Regions from separate parts of the Triticum aestivum genome. Here region 1 is linked to region 2. The links are chromatin contacts, called in public Hi-C maps. All regions are on one chromosome and are shown on one strand. The core of a region is the stretch at or near the end of the contact, and the rest is flanking DNA. Distances in the headings are between cores, read along the strand shown. Region 1 holds the start of LOC123113360 (ABC transporter B family member 25). Region 2 overlaps LOC123113359 (serine/threonine-protein kinase pak-1).

What was found. Hi-C and Micro-C count contacts between places; a contact is called where the count stands out from the background.
Region 1: a contact with region 2 is called in a Hi-C map of an unstated tissue, with 10 times the contacts expected there. The contact joins the promoter of LOC123113360 here to the enhancer-like site in region 2. A contact is called at or near these places in 3 of 5 Hi-C or Micro-C datasets (leaf and an unstated tissue) and 1 of 1 datasets of contacts at active chromatin or transcription factors (leaf).

Annotation. Positions count from the first base shown.
Region 1 is chr5B:578,251,407-578,258,460 of IWGSC CS RefSeq v2.1, forward strand. It overlaps LOC123113360 (ABC transporter B family member 25), which reads left to right and starts at 2,137. Exons shown (of 17, transcript XM_044534572.1): 1 at 2,137-2,339; 2 at 2,464-2,511; 3 at 2,653-2,688; 4 at 2,781-2,855; 5 at 3,458-3,582; 6 at 3,838-3,937; 7 at 4,037-4,208; 8 at 4,990-5,108; 9 at 5,295-5,405; 10 at 5,481-5,625; 11 at 5,805-5,937; 12 at 6,072-6,147. The coding sequence starts at 2,274.
Region 2 is chr5B:578,162,365-578,169,215 of IWGSC CS RefSeq v2.1, forward strand. It overlaps LOC123113359 (serine/threonine-protein kinase pak-1), which reads left to right. Exons shown (of 18, transcript XM_044534571.1): 11 at 356-437; 12 at 543-656; 13 at 734-830; 14 at 1,280-1,430; 15 at 1,534-1,762; 16 at 1,885-2,085; 17 at 2,177-2,262; 18 at 2,372-2,925. The coding sequence ends at 2,471. Among protein-coding and RNA genes, the nearest start is that of LOC123113359, 9.2 kb to the left of the region's middle. Within about 2 kb of position 4,492, at least 2 of the 8 cell types and tissues checked have an H3K27ac peak or open chromatin away from gene starts, as enhancers often do.

The DNA of each region.
Region 1 (7,054 bases), core at 887-3,386, 87 kb after region 2:
ACCAACAACAAATGGCCTATGGTTCCGAATGGCATAGTCACTCAACCACATCTTAAACTCTTGGAAGCACCCAAACTTGATGCCTTTTTTCAAATGAGCATTCTCGTCCTCACCCTTTGGCCTTGGATCGCTGACTCTCGGGCACGATGTTGGTTCAACCAACCCCAGTATCATGCCACCATCAACAATGGCATGGTCGGCAAGGCTAAGATCACGAAACAATGGGGGTCCTCTTTCCTTGTCGTGCACCTCCTTGAAGAATTGTTTTTCTTGCACCGTGAATCCATCTTCGTCCAAATCTTCCTCAGGACCCTCGTCATCTGAGCCATAACCACACATACGGTTATAAGGGAGGCTATGATCCATGTCTTGTTGATGGACAATGCATCCAAGTTACCTATTGGATTGTAATGAATTTTTTCTTCTTCCGCATAAGCATCATCATCATCAACATGAGCCATAGCTAGAATCTTTGGGTCTTGAATTACTGTGGATCTATCATTCATCTCCTCTTCATTTGATTGACTACTTGGTGGTTGACTATAAGAATTGGGCACATACACCTCAACCCTAGCATCATGTATTGGGGAGGAGGCATGCCGGTTCAAGTCAATTTGTAGCAGAGGAGCATCAGTCTTGGTGGCAAATAATTCAAGTGAGTTGTCTTGTGATTGCTCCACTTTACCCTTGTACATCTTCCAATGCAATTCCGAGGTGATAGACATACTTTTCAACCGACTTCACCCCCACTCCAACATCATACCTTCCAATAAGTTTAACCTCATCACTTGGGTCCATCCAATGTACATACTTCTAACTTTCACAACTACGTCCTCATAGGTTGGGCTATACTCAAATACCATGTGTTCTTCCCCTTGATCGTCATTGCCATTCATAAATGTCTTCTTATCCAAATAATGGAGATTCACGATACTACCCATCTAAATAAATTTTAGAAAATGTTAATGATAGGCGGCAACATAATATGGGACAATATCCATTGTGCATCCCATGGATCGATAAAAGTTCTATGCAATACATTTAAGCAACAAAACAAATAACAACAAAAGAACAAAATATCATGGCTTAACCCTAACAACTAAATAATGACTTTGCTTACCACTAACCCTAACCCTAGAATTAACCAAAACAATAACCATAGATCTAGCTACAAACAACGAAGTTAGCACACTACACATGGTCAATCACACATATACAACCCTAGATCTAGATCTACCATCCATCAAATCCATTGATTTCACACAAAAAGGAGCACAACCAGGGTTTGCATAAAAGGAATCAATGTCATCAAATAAGTTGATTCCAACCAACCAAAAAGAAGAGAGTGGGTTAGGTACCTTTAGTGATGAAAATGACCTCAATCCACCGGAGAAAACTCGAGCAATGGAGATGAATTTGATGGAGCTCTAGGATGGGGGAGAGGGCTCAGCTCGGGGAAGAAAGGATTTGGGGGCGAATGGGTGGCTTGTGAGGCCCACCAAATCCCCAGTTGTTGGTTTTGTGCATTCTGCACCCTACCGCCACCCTCTCTGGCGGTAGGGAGCGACGCCCTATCGCCACGATCTGTGGCGGTAGCCACTTACCCACGTCAGCACGACAGACGGCACCGTCGACATCGACCCGGTCCCTACCGCCAGCACCCGTGGCTGTAGCATGTTCTAGCCTACCGCCAGCTCGGGTGGCGGTAGGAAAAGGGTCAGATCTAAATTTTTTTACGGATAGGGGTCAGATGCAGCTAAACGTGCATAAAAGGGTCAAAACAGTGAATTTGGCCGCCGCATCCCACCTAGGCGTGCGTGAATGTGACGGCGTGGTCCAGTGCCGCATCCCACCGAACCAGCGAGCGAGCGAGCGAGCGACTGCCCCCTGCACCGGAAGCCTGATTCGCCAAGCAGAGGGGGATGGGGACGGGGAGGGATCGTGGGATATTCCTACTCCTGGGCATACCAGCGTGGGTCGTGGACTCGTGGGTCAGGGTCGCCCACCAATCGACCGCCGGAGTCCGGGCCGGGGCTCCCACGCGGGATCGCACACGTACGACGGGGGAATGCGACGCGAGGGGTGCCCCCCCCCCCCCCCCCCCCCCCCCCTCGAGTCGTCCCGAACCTTTTGTCCGCGCGTGACATGTGATCGACGACCACCAATCCTCCATCCTAAGCGCACCGTCCCCTCCCTCGCCCCCGGCTCCCTCCCCTCCCATCCCCTCACCCGTTGGCCGACGAACCCCCCAGCCCCAGGGGCGGCCGCCGGCGATGGTGAGGGAGATGCGCATCAACACCGCGCCCCGCGGCAACCGCGTCCCGCTCCTCAACAACGGGGTACCTAGCGCCAGTTCTCCCGCGGCCCCGCCCTTCCTTTTTTTTTTCCTGTTTTTTAACCGCCTGAGTTCGGAATTTGGGGGGGCTAACCGACCCCGCCCGCGCCGGCGGCTTTGCTTTGCAGGAGACGTCCAGGATCCTCTCCGACCTCGAGGAGGGCAGCAACGTCCAGGTTCGCCGCCCCGCTGACTGACTCACTCCCCTGTCACACAGTACCCTTGGTTTGGTTTCTCCATGGACCAGAGCTTCAGCTACAGCCATGGCTACTAATTCGTCTTTCCTTTTTCACATGGTCTAATCGGAATCCTCTCAGGCGGCCAACGTCGGGTTCTGCCGGGTCATCAAGTTGGTGAGCACCGTCTGATATTATACTAGGTTTAAGACCGGGAAAGTTTCAGTGATGATTTGCTCTGCTAAATTCACGAGGAAAATGGTTTGCAGGCAAAACATGACGCGGGGAAGCTCGTCTTCGCCACCATCGCGCTGCTCGTCGCCTCTCTCAGCAACCTCCTCGTTGTAGGTACTCCTCACTTATTATGATTGCGCAGTTATTTGGTGCTGAATTGCGTTCCCTGTTCTGGTGAAGCCTCACACAGTGGCTCAGGCTCTTATATGAGCCCGGGCTTTAATTTTGAACCCGATTAATCGCTCCCACAACACCAACAATATTGGTTGAACTAAGATAAACCGAAACTGTAGCTACATGAAAACTGTGGCAAAGAGAAATGTGCAGATATCACTGTTGTTTCAGTAATCAGTTTTGACTCGTGAGTACATTGGTTCATGCGTGGCAGGATTACTACTCTGCCCGGATTACTACATGAAAACAGGAGTATTAAATAGCGGCCAGTAGAGTGCGTTGGTTCTTGTGTGACATGATTAAATACGAGTGTGGTGTGGTGAGTGTGCGTTGGTTCTTGTGTGACATGATTAAATAGGAGTGGGGTGTGGTGAGTGTGCGTTGGTTCTTGCGTGACAGGATTAAATACTACTCCGTACAGAGCAAGTTGTACTTCCGCCTATAAAGAGCATCAATGTTGCACATGTTTCCTGTCTTCATGGATGGATCATCTTATTTTAAAAGCCTAATGGATGGATCATGTTCTGTTATCCTACAGCCCAAATACGGAGGCAAGATAATTGATATTGTGTCAAGAGATGTTCAGCGGCCAGAGGATAAGGCCCAAGCCCTGGCGGATGTGAACGGCACCATATTGTACATTGTGCTAATAGTTGTAACCGGGTATATATCTTTCTTGGAAACTTATTTTTGAGGATTATAGAGGGATATTCTGTTATATGACACTGCCACTACCATCTTTTATAAACAGTTTATGCTTGGTGGATCTAGGTAGGCCGCAATTTTAGTTGGTACTGATAACTACACCATTACTCTCTACTTACTTTCTCCTTCTAGAGAAGAATTCATGTTAATGTGCTAAACCCAAGTAGCTATTTAAGCTTGAAATATTAGAAACCAACTCTGCCCCTGTTTCAGGTCAGTTTGCACAGCTCTTCGGGCATGGCTGTTCAATTCTGCTAGTGAGAGAGTCGTTGCTCGACTTAGACAGGACTTGTTCAGTCATCTCATAAACCAGGCAAGTGCCTTAATTCTCTGTCCAAATAGCTTTGTTCCTGTCTTCCATATATCTGTGTTCTTATTATCAAGTCTGCACACATGTCTTGTGCCCCCACAGGAAATAGCATTTTTTGACGTGACTAGAACAGGAGAGCTCTTAAGCAGGCTTTCTGAAGATACCCAAATTATAAAGAATGCCGCTACAACAAACCTTTCAGAAGCACTGCGTAATCTGACTACCACAGCTATTGGTCTTGGCTTTATGTTTTCAACGTCATGGAAGCTGACATGTAAGTACCAGTTCCACATGCTTTTGTTCTACAGATTAAGAACTTTGTTGCATCTCATTTTGTTGCCTGTGCACAACAGCTTTACTTAATTTGCTGACTCCACTAAGGAACATACCTGTGGGGGGGCATTCGCAAATCATTATATTTGTTCATAATTTTATTTAATGGAGGAATTTTCTCAAAGAGTGGCTACCACAAAAGCGCACGTCTATGAAATCTTTGAAGGAACTGCATGTAATTTTCCCTAGCCTACAGAAAACCATGCTTTTGTCACAACCGAGAGACATGCCGGCTTGCCATAAACAGGAGGAATTTGGTTTAGTTTTTCTGAAGAGGAGATAGATGCCCATTGCCCCATCCACACACATCATCAATTTGAGGGCGTTGGATCTTATTGGTAGGTATGTAGACTGATCTGAGGGGCAAATTCACCTCAGCTAAGCCACCACAACAGCATGGACCCCATTGGGATGTGATGATCTGTTTGCCTATGTGGCATCTACCTCTGCATCGATAAAATGAGACCGGGCTTGCATGTGTAGTGTCTTGTACTTTTGTGAGTCTCCCCTACCTGTTGGTTCCGTTGGTTCTGATGGAAGTATAGTCTTCTGCACAGTACAGTAAAAGTTTGTAGTAACATAAAATGGTTTAAAAAACATGTGGTCCTGATAGTTTCGCTTGCGTACATGCATTTAAAAATAAATAACCGCTTTGATTTAGTTCCTCTTCAGTCTTTACTCTCCACACTATTCTGTTAATCTCATTTACTATTCCTCCACAGTGTTGGCACTTGTAATTGTTCCAGTGATATCAGTTGCTGTGCGTAAATTTGGGCGTTTTCTTCGTGAGCTTTCACATCAGACACAAGCTGCGGCTGCTGTAGCTTCATCCATAGCTGAGGTTTGTATATCTGATATTTGATTTGATGATGAGCATAGGAGAACTTTGGTGAAACCTTACTTTAATTACTGTAATGATTACAGAAAAAATAATCCAATGCGCACGTTGAGTTTTCATTTCAACCATGTGGTAGAATCCTTGATTTGTTGTATTTGGGCATTAACAATTCTACCTTCTACCATCTAGGAATCTTTTGGTGCCATTCGCACAGTAAGAGCCTTTGCTCAGGAGCCTCATGAGGTTTCACGATATGGCGGAAAAGTAAACGAGACACTGAAGCTTGGTCTCAAGCAAGCTGTGAGTACTGTAATCTTAGTGTATAGAAAAATGGCACTATTTTGCATAATGACCTGACTATGCATTTTTTTGTAGAAAGTTGTTGGACTATTTTCTGGAGGGCTTAATGCTGCATCAACTCTGTCGGTTGTTGTTGTAGTTATTTATGGAGCTAACTTAACCATCAATGGTTACATGACAACTGGTTCTCTTACGTCTTTCATCTTATACAGCCTTACAGGTAAGATTCAGCATTATCACTTTCGTTTTTACCGAACCCAGTATTCTACCAATACCGCAACTGGAAATCTACAAGTCAGTTATAATAATCATGTTTATAAGGGGAACTTCTGTTCTAATTGTCATGATTATGTGTATGCTGGCTTTTCTCAACAATTCATCCCTCTCTTGAGTATGCAGTTGGCTCGTCAGTCTCTGCCTTGTCAGGACTATACACAACTGTAATGAAAGCATCAGGCGCAAGCCGTAGAGTTTTTCAACTACTTGATCGTGTTTCCTCAATGACAAACACTGGGGACAAATGTCCAAAAAAGTGAGTTTCATTGTCTATGAGCTTTCTTGATTGATTATACCTGTGCATCATGCAATACACATTTCCTTTCATTTTACTGTGAATTTCATAGTCTATTAGCTTTTTTGGTTGGTTGACATTTCCGTCCATTTCAGTGAAAACGAGGGGGAAGTTGAGCTGGATGATGTCTGGTTTGCATATCCTTCGCGTCCTTCTCATATGATTCTTAAGGTAAATATTTTCAGATTGCATTTCTACATGATAATTTAAATTTGGCGTACTCTAGCATGGCGTTGTCGTTTCCTCCTTGTTTATGTGCAATGTACACACAAAGAGAAAGTTAGGTGTAAATTTGCATGCTTATCTTTTATGCCCTTGTGGTTTTGCACTGCATTTGGGATAACTTGGCTCACTTTCTGAAGCTTGGATACTTAGGCCCCATTTGGTTGCGAGGGATCCCTGCGGGATACCTGCCTTTTCCCCGGTTGGGTAAACCACGTGTTGAGTTCGCCCTGGGCAAGCAAGCAGCCCCGTTTGGTTTCGCGCGAGGGCGAAAGAACCCTGACCTTTCCACGGCCCATCCCCGGGTAGATCTCCCCTGTATCGACTGGTCGGGGAGAAAACCCTCTACTCGTTCGCTTGCTCTCCCTTGCAACCCTTCAGCCTCAGTCTCCAAGCGATGCCCCCGCCCCGCCCCCGACCTCCCCTCTGGCATCTCGTCCAAACTGAGCTGGTGGTCTCCCCGTGGTGGGAGAGGAGATCCCCCAAAACCATGTAAATCTCCCCGAGGTGGATTAGTACCCCTGGGAAACTTCACCTTTCCAACCAAATTAGGCCTTAGTGGTTTGTTTTACTATTAGAAACGGAAGAATATGCTGATACAGTAACCTGCATGATGGTGGGTTAGTCAATTATTCTTGTAGTTCCATTTTGTATAAGAAGAGTGAGTATACTTTGACTTGGTATATATAGGAGTTTTCTCTAAATTATATACGAGTGTTAAGGATTATTTTAGTGATAAAGTAGTTATGATGTGTTGCAACCTGTAAAATAGGACCACATATTTAATAATAAGAGAGGTAACAAATCATTTACAAGCTTTCTCGAGAGCATAAAATACACTTTCAACTAGCATACA
Region 2 (6,851 bases), core at 3,242-5,741:
TTATTTATTCCTCTATCAGATTATCACTCTTGTAATGTGGAAAAGGTGGCAATGACATATTTTTGCCCTGACCTGTTAAGATCTCGTGGGTTTTCAAACACTAAGTCCCAAACATATGTCAGATTGTGAACTAGCTTAGAGCATGAGGAAAATATAGATTTATTCTATAAGAGGGAATCACAATGCTATTTTCTTTAATTTAGTTTATTGTTTTGCCAATCCACCACTTCCTGCTAATACTGATTTATTAAGTTGTGTCATTTAGTCAAGGCACACCAAAATTTTGAGCTTAATCCAATGAAGTGCTTGAGTTTTAAACACCGGTTGGTCTAAGCTCTTGTATCCTACCCTCCAGGTCTCTTCTCTTTCATGATTTTATTGCCAAGTGCCTAACAAAGGATGCAAGACTCCGGCCTCCTGCAATTGAGATGCTGAAGGTACTTCTTTAGTGCTCAGGGATAACTTTGTGAGGCATCTTTATGATTTTTTATTTCTATATTTATTTATTTGTGTTGTTCTCATTTTTTAAAATTGTCCTGCAGCACAAATTTATTGAGAAGTGCAACACTGGAGCTTCAAAAATGTTGGCAAAGATCAAGGAAGCAAAAATCATCAGAGAAACAGCTGCACAAAACCAGCTGCCTGACTCTGATGATGTAAAACAATCTCTTCTATTGTTATGTGTATGTACGTCGGTTTGGTCATTATGATATTCTGACTTCGGTATCTACAGGCAATGGATGCAACTGTTCGAATTAATGAAGATTATGGAGAAACTGTTCCGACAAACTCTCAGTCAACTCATGAAACAAAAAATGATGGTTCGGGAGGTAATGATAACTGTGCAAGCATAGAGCATGGGCATGTTCCACACTCAATGCATCCATTTCACCAAGTACCAGATTTGCTGTTATCCTGGCACTGTTTCCTCGTCATGTTGTCTTTTGAGTTTATTTGTTGGTTCTGTTCTGCCACTAGGTATGCTAATGGTAAATAGCGACCTGATACATGATGCGTAGCGTGTAGGTTTTTAACTATTAGTTTTGTGAGCATACATGAGTTGAACATGATACAGCTCAGGTGGTGACCTGCTGCCTGCTGGTGTCGTTTCATGTATCTAGTGTTGAGATAGCTTCTTATAATGCTTTTCGTGGTATTCTGGTGGGCAGGATTTTAGTTGTTTCTCAGATGGGACGCTTCAAAGTATAGGCGTTGTTTAGTATTTTGTTGTCTTGTGTGCTATGCATCTGAAACCAGCAATTAACTTCTCTCTTTATAGGCGATTTTGGCACAATGATAGTCCATCCTGAAGATGGCGATGAAGCGGCCGAATCATCTATTTTCCCAAGAACAGAGTTCATACCGGGCCTTGGTAGCATCAACTCTTTCACGCATGATCCAAAGAGGGCTGAGCTTATTTCAAAATTTTGGTACGAGATTTTCTCGTGTACATCTGTCATTCCTAGAAAGCAAAACAAAACAAGCAAAACCTATCTCTCGCCAGAAAGATTCTTATGTATGCTATTTTGATAGGGCGGAGAGCACAGCTGATAGTGATGCCAGTAAAGAGCGGGACTTGTATGGACTTCCTGACATCCAAGAACCTAAAACAATGCCACGTTCAACTGGAACAGTTAAGCAGCACAAGGGCGCAGAAGGGACTGTGCTGCGCCATGATATCACTGCATCACCAGGTGTTGCTAGCACAATGAACAAATTAAGCAGCAGCCCAAGCCGTAAAGCATTTTCGGTTCAGGATAAGGTATACGCTTTGCGGTCAAATATTTTTCTATATGACTCTTTAGCACGCCAGATAATTGTTGCAATTGCATGCTTCCCCGTTTGACCCCACTCCTAAAAGTGTCAACAAAATTCCTTTTGTAGCTCTGGTCAATCTATGCGGCCGGAAACACCGTGCCTATTCCATTTCTTAAGGCTATTGACATTTCACCACTAGCTCTAGTATCGGATAGCGTAGCAGGCAATGGCCCTGCTGGTTCAAGCACAACTGATGCCTTGGAGGCAGTCAGGGAGCTTTTCAGTGGCGACGGGCAGGCAAAGAAAGGGCGCAAAGGGCAAAATGAGGTATGCTGTAGACTGTTCCGCTCATCAGTTGCAAAGCGGCACTATTTCTCATGCCCAGATGTGTGTCTGATGCTGGACTTGATTGCGCTAGGCCCCTCTTCCTCCTGGTGTGCACGACAGATTAACGACAAGCCCTACATTGATGAACCTGGCCCAGGCTCTCGCTTACCATAAGACGTGAGTTGTTCGAACTACTTCTTTTTCATTAGAGCTTTCCTTTATGTAATGATCGAGGGAATGGTTCCATTAATATGAAAATGCTTGTCTGGTTTCATAAATACTGCAGGTGCTACGAGGACATGCCTCTTCAAGATTCACAAGCGACAGAAGAGCAGCAGACGATACAGAACCTTTGTGATACGCTTCGGACCATACTGAGGTTGTAGACGGATCCATGAGCGACGACTACATACATCTCTGGAAGGATTCGGCACGCCATGGTGCTGCGTGGAGGCAAGGGCTGACCTTGGCCTTGACATTTTCATGGCGGGCATTGCGATTCGGCTCAGCCTGGGGTCGTGTGGGATCAAAAGCGTGGTGCAGGCTGCAGGTCTGACGCTGGTGGAGCGTATGGCCAGTTTTCTGAATTTATAGACGCTGGGTGGGTGGGTGGCTGGGTGGAAGTTGGATGGAATTCTTTGTGCTGCGGAGATGGGAAATTTTGCCTTGTGTTTATAGCCTCTAGGTCTTTTTCAGTGGTCGGTGCAATGTACAGATTGTGTAGCTAAGTTTTGGTAAGCAATTTTGTGGCGCAAATGGCGATTGGAACTTGTATTTTCAGCATATGCAATTGTTCTCCCCCTCGAAATAAAGAGGACGAGTAATAATTAGTTAATCAGCCGTCCGTTTGGTGGCAGATAAACATTTACTACCTCTGTAAGCTTTGATAAGACGTTTTAGATCACTATAAAACGTTTTTATAAAAGTTTGCAGAGGGAGTAGAACGAAAGGCACGGTTCGTGCTGTCACACTGTATGACAGCTCCAGATGAGGGATGGTTCGAACTGTTTTCTCGTCTACTGGATCTTGAAAGGCATGGTCCGCGGACCTTGGTGGCACGAGTGTGCCCGTTGGCGCTTCCGACGGACGTGGAGCACTTGCTGCCCGTCCTTGTCCTTTCTCCTTTGGTTAAGGTTTGGGTGTGGAGAGTAGACCCGAGAGACCAAGTCGGAGACCACGAAAGGCATGGTCCTTGCTGGCACGAGTGTGCCCGTTGGTTCTCTTGTGACGGACGACGTGGAAGAGCTGCTGCCCGTCGCTGTCCTTTCTCCTCCTTCGATTTTTTTTTTGAATATTGGCAGGTGAACTGCCAAATTCATTGATCAGAAGAAGGTGTTACAAGAATCCTCAGAGGAGGAAAGCACTGCAAAGGCAGCGCAAAAAGAAAAGAAAGAAAAGCCCTGTCGGCAGCACGACAAACACAGGCTCTACCATCAAACGTGAACACCATCGGAACCCATCGGCGGGATCACCAAGATGACGCCTCCAAGGAGGAAAACGAAGTTGAGGACTCCGCCGTCATCCGATCTGGCATTGGCCGATCTTAGGTTTTCACCCGGAGATCTCACGCAGTTGGGAGGGAAGGGCAAACGACTCCACAACGATACCTCCAAGGAGGAAGACGACATCCGTGGATGCCGTTACCGCCAGCAACGACAGAGTCGATGCATGATTTTCATCCGGAGCCGAGTCTTCCACCAACAATCCAAGGATCCGAGGCCACCAGCTCCACAATGCAACAAGAGCCCAAACCAACACTACTAGAAACGAATTGGTCAAGCCGCATGCAGGAACTCGGCGAGCACACGCCAACCCGGCCGGTCTGCACCGCCGCTCGCAGGCCCTGGGCGAACCAAGCCGTATCTGGCCATCCTCTACCTCCGTGCGCAGAACTGGGCGATCCTCCGCACCGCAGCGCACATGAAGGCCGAGGGAGAGCCAAACATAGCCGGTCAGCACCACCGCGCGCAGGACTGGGCAGGATCCAGGCCAAACTGTGCAGCTCGCACCACCGCGCGCAAGAACAGGACTATTCGTGCTAGATCTGGCCTGTCCGGGCCTTCTGTAGCACACGACAAACTGAACGGCGCCACAGCTCCAGGAGCCGGACGTGGACGCGCTTGAAGGAGAGACAACCACCAACCATCCCCGACACCACCGCTACAGCCACCACACATCGCCGGACTAGGCGCGAAACGCAGCCACACTCCAACGGCGCCTGATGCCACCTCGAGCCATCCCTCCAGCCACAGGTTGGCAGAGGTCAGATCTGGCCAGAACCAACCGCAGCGCCCCCGCACCCCCACTGTGCCCAAACGAGCAGCAGGTGCCAGCAAAGGCATCCGCAACCCACGCGCCACGCCCGATGCGGGCAGCCTCGCGCCATGGCACCAGCTCGCCGCACACCCCGGCGCCAACTCGCCGCGCCCGTCGCGCACCCCGACGCCATCTCGCCGCGCCCGCCGCGCCATCTCGCCACCGTCGCCGCGCCCGCCGCGCACCCCGACGCCATCTCGCCGCGCCCGTCGCGACCACCGGCACCGGTTCGCCGCGCGCCTCCACGCCTCTCCTCGGCCGAGCGGCCCCGCGCTGCCCGACCTCGCTGGAGGAAAGAAAAAACGGAAGGCCCGGGCGTCTCCTTTTTGTCAATCTGAAGCGCGAAACCTAGTACCACTCCTCCTTCGATTGAGGGAGACTGGGAGAGGGTTCGGAATACTGGGCTGGGGGTGGAGGCTCACAATCCCTTGATGATGAGTTTTTTAAGGAGGAAGAGAAGCTCCGGTTGACGCACAAGGTCCGCTTTCTTAAGTCGAAAACGTAACCAAACCGGGCGAAGGCAAGCAAAGCAGGACGTGGACACACAGCTCGGTTCGGTTCGATTCGACGGTGTGCGGTGCCGCATCCGGCCAAATTCACTGTTTTGACCCTTCATGTTTAGCTGCATCTGACCCCTAGCCGTAATTTTTTTTGGATCTGATCCTTTTCCTACCGTCACCCGAGCTGGCGATAGGCTAGAACATGCTACCGCCACAGGTACTGGCAGTAGGGACCGGGTTAACGTCGACGGCGCTGTCTACCGCGCTGACGTGGATAAGTCGTTACCGCCACAGACCGTGACGGTAGGACGTCGCTCCCTACCGCCAGAGAGGATGGCGGTAGGTTCCAAACAAGCAATTCTATGCTTGGTGGCTGCGGGCGGCCCCTACCCCACCCACCAGCCCGTTCTTCCTCCTCTCCTCGACTCGAACAGAGGCGAGCACCGCCTCTCTCCTCCTCCCGATCCCCTCCCTCGATCTTCCTCTTCCCTCCACCATTTTCGCTCATCTTTGGGGCAAATCGAAGAGGCCGGTAAGCTCCTCCATTCCCTCCAATCAATTTTCGCAATGCTTTTTTATTTTTGAAGCTATTTTTGGCACTAGGTGCAACCTAGGTTTTGATGTTGATTTTTTTACTGATGTTTTAGTTGTTTAGTAGTATATGATTTAGTAGTAGGCTTATGTTGGTGAATGCGTATATGTTGGAATATAGGAACAACACTTTCTGAGCTCTCGTCATGAAATCCCTCTTTGTTGGTGTACGATGCAATTCTTCTCGAGTGACAATGTGGTGGTGGCTTCTTCATCATTATCACCATGAATTTTTTTTCCGGATATCGTCATGTAAATTGTTTTGCCTTAGTACTAAATCATATAGTGTGGCTGAAACCATTGCAAGATATGCGAGGATATGTTGGTGAATGCATATATGTTGGTCATTTTTTTTGTTATGTATATATGAATTGTATAAGAAGTTTTTATGTATGGTGAATGCAAGATTGTGAGGATGAAGGCATTGTCTAATTCGTAGATGGTTAATGTATTGCAGAATTGTGAGGATGAATGTTTTGCAAAATTGGTAGGTGGTTAATGCATAGTGTGAAAATGTGTGTATTTCATATAGATGCTTTGTGTTGTGATGTATAATGCATATAGATGCTTTGTGTTGTGATGGATGAATGTATAGACGATGTTGTCTAATAAGTGAAAAAATTATATATATGTTAGGATGGCCGAGGATGAGGACAATGGGCGTTTGCATACGGGGCTTGACCTTGCTTTTGACAAGGATCATCGTGCCCGTGCTATCGAGCGTGGAGAGGTAATAATTTTGACAAACAATTAGTTTTGTCATTTCAATGCTATTTTTTGAATGAAGGAAGCTTCTGACATTTTTTTCTCAATTGTTACAGAAACTTGTTGTAGTGCGCTTTAGGAGCCACACGACGGAAAACTAGATGCAATATGACGTGCGCTACGAGCCGTACTTTGAGCGTGCCGGGCTGACCGTTTGTTCTTCAGTTCAAGCGCGTGCCGCCGTCGATGTGCCATTTAGATCTCACCGCCCACGTTGATCGTTGGTGGCCGGAGACACACATCTTCCATCTCTCTTGTGGCGAGCTGACGGTGACGTTGGAGGACTTTGCCATGATCACCGGGCTTCCCATTGACAACAAGGCTCTCACCGGACGAGTGGACAGCAAGAACTGGCGTGCGAGGGTTACCGCTCTCATCGGTGACTGCTCGGCCTCTCTTAGTGCCCAGGGAAGGACTGACAACAGGACAAATGGCGTCCCATTCCCTTGGCTCCAGCATCATAGATCGGGATGCCCTGCAAAAGCTAATGAGGAGATCGGGGAGCGGTATGCTCGAGAGTACATGTGGCACCTCCTATCACAGGTGGTCTTTGGAGACTGCTCTGGAGACGTTGCTCCTTGGATGTTTCTTGAC